2 separate regions of the Arachis hypogaea genome follow, and region 1 is linked to region 2. A link is a contact called in public Hi-C data. All regions are on one chromosome and are shown on one strand. The core of a region is the stretch at or near the end of the contact, and the rest is flanking DNA. Distances in the headings are between cores, read along the strand shown. Region 1 holds the start of LOC112771402 (phosphoenolpyruvate carboxylase). Region 2 has its middle 34 kb from the start of LOC140181155.

Region 1 (3,951 bases), core at 252-2,751, 150 kb after region 2:
GTCTGATTCAGTGGTTGCATTGTTCTCATCCACAAAATCACCCTTCTTCAACTTGTTCCTTCGGCGATGAGCAATCTGAACTTCTTCCGCTAAGTTGGCAAGGTTAAGCATATGTGAGAAGGACTTCGCTACGACGATAGAGTCCCCGGCATCTAAACTGGTTATCACTTTGCCAAGTTCTTCAAGTTTCTTAGGATCATGCTTGCCTTCATACTCAGCAGAAAGCTCATACACTTCTTGAACCTTCACAAGATGAACAATTTTAGTACCATCACTGTGAAACAGTTTTCCAGCTCATAATATTAAGAGAATTTCAATATAACAGAATCTAGAAAAGAAAAATTGATCATATATTCTGTGATTTTCCCTTTCTTACTCTAAGATTTCCTCTAATAGAAGGCCTTATTTCCTTAAATGTTTTTCAAAACCAATAATGGACCCAACCATAGTATCCCACATAATAGAAATTTGATCACCAAACAAAAACATTGAAATAATAACCAAAACATATCAAAACGTTGATCATGAAATGAAATCAGTGATAGGGTTTGAGAATTGACACAAAAAAAAGAAACTTTAAACTTACCGTTTCTCTGAGATCTTCACCATGTAAATCTTGAAGAATATCAAGGAAGCGATCCAAAAGAAGAGCATCATACTCAATAAGCTTATCATCCTCACTCACTTTTGCTGGTGCCAATTGCCTCAACTGTGCATCAATTGATGCCATCTTCTCCAAATTCCTATTCGCCATTTTTGCTTTCTCTCTGTTTCTCTCTATGTCGTTTCACTCTGTTGAGTATTCACAAAACACCATTTAAAAAGGGTCTCAAACAATGATCAAAACGAGAACCAAAACCCATAGAAACACACAACAGCATCATATTAAAAAATTATGAGAAAGCACAGAGCCAAATCAATGAAGCTAAAACCAAGGGGCTAATCAAAAGAACATCCATAGATTCTTAATCCAAACAAACCCCCCCAAATAATAAGGAACTTAAGGAGACGTTGACATCTACAATTTGATATCTGCATGACACGTGTAACATGGACAAAAAATAAATAAAAATGTTCATACAAATTGAGTTATGAAAAGGAAAAAAAGGGGATCTTTGCATGACCCCATGATGAATAATGAATAATAAAATCCTATGCTATGATATATACGGTTCTTAATTATTACCTTTGTCTACAGATACGAGGAAGAAGAAGCACTGAAGAAGAAGAAAGAAGCAGTGTCAGAAGAGAGAGGAGATAAGAGAAATGCCTTTTAAGATTGATGTAGCAAAGTGATGAAGCACTTGTCTTTATATACACAAAAATGGTGGGGACGTTTGTTACATACACGAACAAAATATTTTTTTGTTGTTTTTTTATAAACTACATATATATTTTTTCCTTGTAGATATTTAAATGTTTCAAGAAAGAAAAGTGTTGTGCTGAGGCCTGAGGTGAATCTAGTCATCATTATTCGATTTGAGGTCGAATATGCCATTCTCAGTTTCCAATGATTCTTTACTTTTTCTTTGATACTTTAATTTGGTAATTTGTATGCAATTTTTTTTTTAACGAGAATTATTGTGTCCGTTGGTTTTGATTTAAATATGGGTTAAGTATGATTTTTTGTTGTGAGGGTTAAGTACGATCTTGGTTCATATAATTTAGGCTGAAAATTTTGTTTATTTCTAATTTTTTTGCATTTAAATTTATACTTAAGGTTCAACTTGATTTTAAAATTATTTTTTGGACTAAAATAACCTTCTTCTCTCACCTTTTCACCATTTTTTTTACTATATATTGTTGCAGTCCATTTAATTAAATACTTGATGGACAGTAACAGTGGCTGAGATAATATCATTATGAAAGAAGCAGAGAGTTCTTTGTTACACCAATAAAAAACAACAATGTCATTCATCTCTATTCTCATCTAACTACACACACATCAAATACTTAGAAAAAGCAAAAGAAAATAAGAGAGAAAACAAAGAAAAGAGAGAAAAAAGAAAATAGAACAGTACGACGAGATCGAAAAATAAAGCAAAATGACCGAGACCGAAAAGCACTACGAAAAATACCACGACAAGGACGAAAAGCAGCTTGACGACCATAGCAGAACAGCACAACAAGAATGACAAGAAGTAAATGCATGACAATATTGGTGGCGAAGTGGCAGAAAGAGAGGCACGATCAGAGTCCGGTAGCGCAAAAGCAGGGACAATGATGAGCTGTGTTGTCTTGAGGAGGCAAAAACGGTGACAGGGGCGTGTGACGTCCTCCCTCGCCGGTATCGTCGCCACCTTCCTCTTTCCCCATATCTCTCCTTTTGATTCTTGAATCGTTGTTTCTGTTTTGGAGCGCGCGTGCTCTCTCTCCCCCCCCTCTCTCTCTCCATTCCTCTATCTCATCGAAGAGAGTGGCGAAGATGCGGCGGTGGGGGCGGTTTTGGGCACTGCCATATTCTCTTTCTCTCTTCCTCCCCTTTCTTCTTCTACTTCTTTTTCCGTGCATCTCTCTTTTTCTCTAGTGCAACTTTTCTTCCTCTTTTTTTTGTTCTTTTTTTTAGTTTTATAATATTTTTGTTAGGGATAATTTAGTCCAACATTTTAAGATTTAGGTAAAAAAGATAATTTTAAAATCAAGTTGAACCTTAGGGACAAATTTAAATACAAAAAAAGGTTAAAAATGAATAAAATTTTTTACCTAAATCATATGGACCAAAATCGTACTTAATCCTTTAAATAAAATTGACTTCATTCATAATATCCAAGCGATTCAATTTTTAACCTTTAATAGACAATTCTTTATGTTATATGTGATTTTAAAACATTATAAGAAATACTGATGCTATAAGTACAAGTATTTTTGTAAGAATTGGAATAACCGTTTTAATAGAATAATAATTTTTAATTGTCCGAAATAGGTTCAAAAATATAAAAATATTTTTTTAAAATATAAAGGTGAAATTTGAGTTAAATGAATTTTTTTTGAGTTGGAAAATGTATCTTCTGCGAAAAATGTTTGTAAAAATGCATACCGAAACTTAAGCCGGCAGTACCGGCTCTAGTCTGTCTGGTACTGCGTATTTTAGTAAAATAAGATTTTGAAAATTTATTTATTATTTTGAAATGACAAAAAAATAATTTAGAATTAAAAATCGGGTGTTAATCTTAAATGTTTCGGCCCAAAGTTGGGCCAAACGAGCCAAAAATACTAACAGGTTGGAACAAGCCCAAGGCCCAACATATATATACTCTATTGATGAGCTTTAAGCTCATTTTGATGGGAAGAGAGAGAGAGCTCGGATAGATGAGAGTAAGGGGGGAAATCCCATTGTCACTATTCATCGTCACCTTCTGGGGGCCATAACTTGAGCTTCGGAGCTCCGATTAACAAGCCGTTTGTGGCCACGCGAAGCTCTTATCGAACTCTTTGTTTCTAGCTAGGCATTGTTGGTAAAAAATAAAAACTCAAGCTTCAGTTTCCTACCCTAGATTTTGTGCATTTTTTGTTATAGTTTTTGAATAAATTTTGTGATTTTGTTTGTTTAGGGTGATCTAGAATTTGAATATTATTGAGTTTTATCCCTAATATTGTTGGGTAAGGTAAGTCTCTTCAAACTCTTGTAGTTTGATGTTTTGAATTAGTCCTAGTGATGTTTTTGCATGTTATATGATGTTAGATTGAGGTTTGGTGTTTGTTGGAGTCAGCTTGATGGTTTTGGAGCTTGGAGTTTGAGTTTGGTATTTTGAGTTGCGTGAAAATCGGCCAAAGTATGGTTTCAGTTTCTTTTATGTAATATGTAATGTTTCGTGAAAATTTAGGCTAGTGGCCTTTAAGATAGAATTGAATGATGTGGGTGTATAATTTGTTGTATGTGATTAAATGTTTGATGATGATAATGATGATATGGAGTTTTTGGAATGTGTGGTATATGAATTATGATGAAGG
Region 2 (4,067 bases), core at 750-3,249:
ATTGAGAGAGAAAAACCTGTATAAGCTATTTTTAAACTGTCTGGTTTTTGTATGTCTGTATATGGCTAGCCGGCTTAAATTCCGTGAGCCGTGGCTAGATTCTTATGATATTATACTCTTATCCTTTGTTATATTATATCTATATCTTGTGCTTTAAGTTAGTAGCTTCGTTAGTACGTTTTGCGCTTTTCAAATCCTGTTTTTGAGCTATATTCTTCATCGGGCTTCTAGATTATATTAATTCTTTCTATATAGTATATGTATGAGTTTTAGAACTGTCGTAACCTTTGATTAACATTTGCTTTACGACGCGAGGTAAGGCTTAGGCTAATTAGGGTGTTACACTTGCACTTACACATGCACACACGCGACTGAAAGAGTGAAACCCAAAATTAGAAGTGATTTTTGTAAATAGATATCGACTAGATATGACTAAAAAATTTCAATATGTCTCCCAAAACGGTGAAATTCTATAAAATAGGCCAATCAATAAGGATGAAAATAGGTTGAATCAAGTCGAATTTTAGTTTTGATGAGTCTAATCCATATTGTAAATAATTGGCCCAAACTAAGTTCTGTTACCTCTCATAGATTTTTTTTTATGGTTCGAATTCGACTTGTTTAAAATTCGACAAGCTCATGAGCCTATTTAAAAACTATGTTTCGTGAGTTATAACTCAAAATAATAAACTTCAAAATTCTAAATTGACATTAAACGCATTCTAAAATTTATAATTTATAATTTGTAAAGCATCATTCATTTATATATCAATTGTTAGTCACATATTATAACTATATTTTCAAGAAAGAAAAAAAAAAATCTTAAACGGCCTCTAACAAGTATCTCGAAAGTCAATGAGGTCCTAAAAAAAAAATCCTTTCTAGCCCCTAAACTTTACTTCTATAAGACTGATTAGCTCCTCTATTAATATTTTCTCTCTGTATTAACGAAATAAGCCTACATGACATGTTAAACTATTGATTTATTCATTAAGAGCCAACTAAAATTGACAAATTCTTTTTTGTTGGGAGTTTCGTTGTCTTTTAAGGATAATTGTTAAGGCCGTTTTGTTTTTTTTTTAATATTTTTTGTTACTTTTTCAAATATATTAGCTAAATTTACGGTGTAAAACTAAGAAATATTAGTGATTTTTAAATTATTTTTTTTATAAAATTAAATAGAGGATATATTAGTGATTAACGTGTCACATAAGTATGTTTTGAAGAGATATCATTAACATAGTGGCTAATCAGTCCCACGAAGTAGAATATTAAGGGCCGAAAAGGGTATTGTTTTTGTCGGGAGCCTCAAAGTCTTTCAAAAAAATTATCAAGGGCAGAAATGGGTATTCACCCTATTTTTAATCTATAAACATTTTTTTAGAATAAAAAAGATATAAAATTTTGATCTGATCCACACTAAAATCATCGGATCGGGTCGGATCCAATATCTGTAGCTTTTTAAGCTTGGATCCAATCTGACCCGTACATTTGCGGATTGGATTGGATACGATATTTCCGCAAAACACAAAAATATTTTTAAAAGTTTATTTTTATCAAAACAAATCAATAAAGTTTATTTTTTCTATTCTTTTAAATATGTTTATTTTAAAAATAATATTAAACATACTTTTTTTGAATAATAAATTAAAATAATGCAATATATATGATAATTATTAGTTGAAACAAAACATAAAAAAATATTTACTTATTTATTTTTTTATTTTGGGGGATAAGCGGATATGCAGATACATATACAAAATTCGTAATCCGATTTATTAGTGTGTGGATCGGTTGGATCCGATAACCTTACGGATCAGATTCATAGCCGTAATTTTTAGATCGAATTTGGATAAACAATACGAATATACGAATCGGATCCGATACATGAACACCCCTAAATGCTAGCGTGCTTCTAGGTTAAAGGTTTAGCATGTGCTAAAATGAGGTGGAGTTACCTGACGGAAGACGCGTGTACGCGTTGGTGCTCTCCGCATAGACAAGAAGTTGACTCGTTTTAGTTTGTGCAAAGAGTTGTTGATTAAACATGAAAAATTGTAGCTGCACTAATCTATTGTTAATGGTGATTAGGTGGTTGGGTTGGATTTTTTTGTTGCAATGGACTCTTTTTGGCAATAAAGGTGGATTTTAGGCTTATCGAACTAAATTTATGAAAATTTCACTAGTTGGAATTTTGTCGATCCTATCAAGAAGAAAGTTGAACCAAAACAAAAAAGAAAAGGTTTGAATAAATTCGAATGTATAAATAAAGGATGAAGATTTGGACCGTGTAATGGATTTAGTATTTGAAATGTGTATGGTAATTTTTTATATGCTATTAAGTGTTAAAAAAAAAGAGATAAATAACTGATGGTAAGGTATAAACTAGGTTGTCCTGAATATTTAGAAGAAAAGAAATTTTATCATATTAATACTATGAAAAGTATTTTGATAGTATAAATTGTTGTAGTAATGTTACGATAAAGCAAGAACTATGTATATTTATTGTGTTTTCGTTGAAAAATGAAGTATTTTTACTATCTTTTTAATGAAAAATAAAGTTAGTAACGTGAGATCATATAATAAGAGTTGATATAGTTATTTTGAATTGTCGATGGAAGGTAAAATATCGAAAAAGATCATATAAAAGAGATCATATAGTTATTTTGATATAGTTTCCCGTGAAGTCATCATTCGTGGTTGAATACTTATCTGCTCAACTTGCTTTCCCTGTCTCCGTCTAAGATTCGATATTCCTTTCTACTAGCCTACTCCTCTAAACTTCAACCAATCCTTCCAGATGAAGCTTCCAGACTAGTATAATCACAATAAGCAAGTGGCTCAATCAAATCCTAACTCATTAAGTTTTTTCAGCTACATTATTATTATTAGGGTCTTATGCTTATTGTCCTTTTTTTTATTTTTGAAAAACATTCTAATACCCTTTAAAAAGTCTTCTAGCAATCAAAGGCCATCTTTATACCCAAAAAAAAAAGTCCAACCCCAACAAAAGGACCAATTCAGTTGTAACCAAAATTAAAAATACATTACTATATACTAATTGTGCCATTTTGCAATTACGCCTGCTCCATTCGACAACTTACTGCAATCCTTGCATCATCTCAGTTGCTACTTTTTCTTCCAGCAGCAAAACCTTCACGAGTCAGATTTTTCATATAGCTAACTCATTTCAACACTTGCTGAAAAAAATCAAATTTCAGCACCATAGGACACCCCTATGTTATAATATCGTTTTTAGGTGGATGTCATTTAAAAAGAGGCAACTTATTAATGCTTGTAAAAAGCCTTTCGAAAAGTAAGATATGTATTGAATTAAAGCATAATGACACAAAGCAAAGACAATGTGAGTGTGTTGAGTATATTATTGAGAGTGTATTATAAAATCTTAATCATAACGAGATACATATATTAAAGAGTATTAATAAAATCTCTTTTTCTCTTTGGTTTATTTCTATATCCACTTCATTTATTTATTTATTTATTTTATAACACGTTCAATATAAAATTCTAATAAAATTTGAGGAAGAGAATATATATAGTAATAAATTTTAATTATGTCAAAATTTTTTATTTTAAATTTGTAACTCTTAATATTTTAACAAAAGAAGAGTAAAATCCCTTACCGACTCCTGTCTATTTTCATTTTAGACAACCTGTATCCTATCGAGTGAAAAATGATAACCCGACCCTTATCTTTCGTCTCTGTTAGACATATGAACCCTTTTGTTAAATTCTTTGGCAAGTCTTGACAGATTTGATGACATGTCACATTGAGCTATATAACGTGGCATTACTTCTCCGACGTAGACTATAACCATTAGATTAGAACAATGAAGCCTTTGTCGAATCACCAAAACGACGCTGTGTCTGGGGAGTATTTCCATTTCTAAACCTAATAGAAGAAGCTAACCGTAGGAGAAGAAGGAAACCATGAGTGATGCAGAGCAGTCTTCAACATCTCAACGACGTCTTGGAGGTAGGAAGAGTTCAAATTTCATGGGTTCTAAAGGTTATCAATGGCCTAAAAAAGGGGGTTGAATCTATGA

What was found. A called contact is a pair of places that touch in the nucleus more often than the background predicts.
Region 1: a Hi-C map of leaf shows a contact between it and region 2, with 1.8 times the contacts expected there. The contact joins the promoter of LOC112771402 here to the enhancer-like site in region 2. A contact is called at or near these places in 2 of 8 Hi-C or Micro-C datasets (both in leaf).

Annotation. Positions count from the first base shown.
Region 1 is chr18:29,483,293-29,487,243 of arahy.Tifrunner.gnm2.J5K5, forward strand. LOC112771402 (phosphoenolpyruvate carboxylase) reads right to left here and starts at 1,502. Exons shown (of 11, transcript XM_025816131.3): 1 at 1,187-1,502; 2 at 587-792; 3 at 1-243. The coding sequence starts at 754.
Region 2 is chr18:29,329,997-29,334,063 of arahy.Tifrunner.gnm2.J5K5, forward strand. No RefSeq gene overlaps it. Among protein-coding and RNA genes, the nearest start is that of LOC140181155, 34 kb to the left of the region's middle. Within about 2 kb of position 2,000, at least 3 of the 3 cell types and tissues checked have open chromatin away from gene starts, as enhancers often do.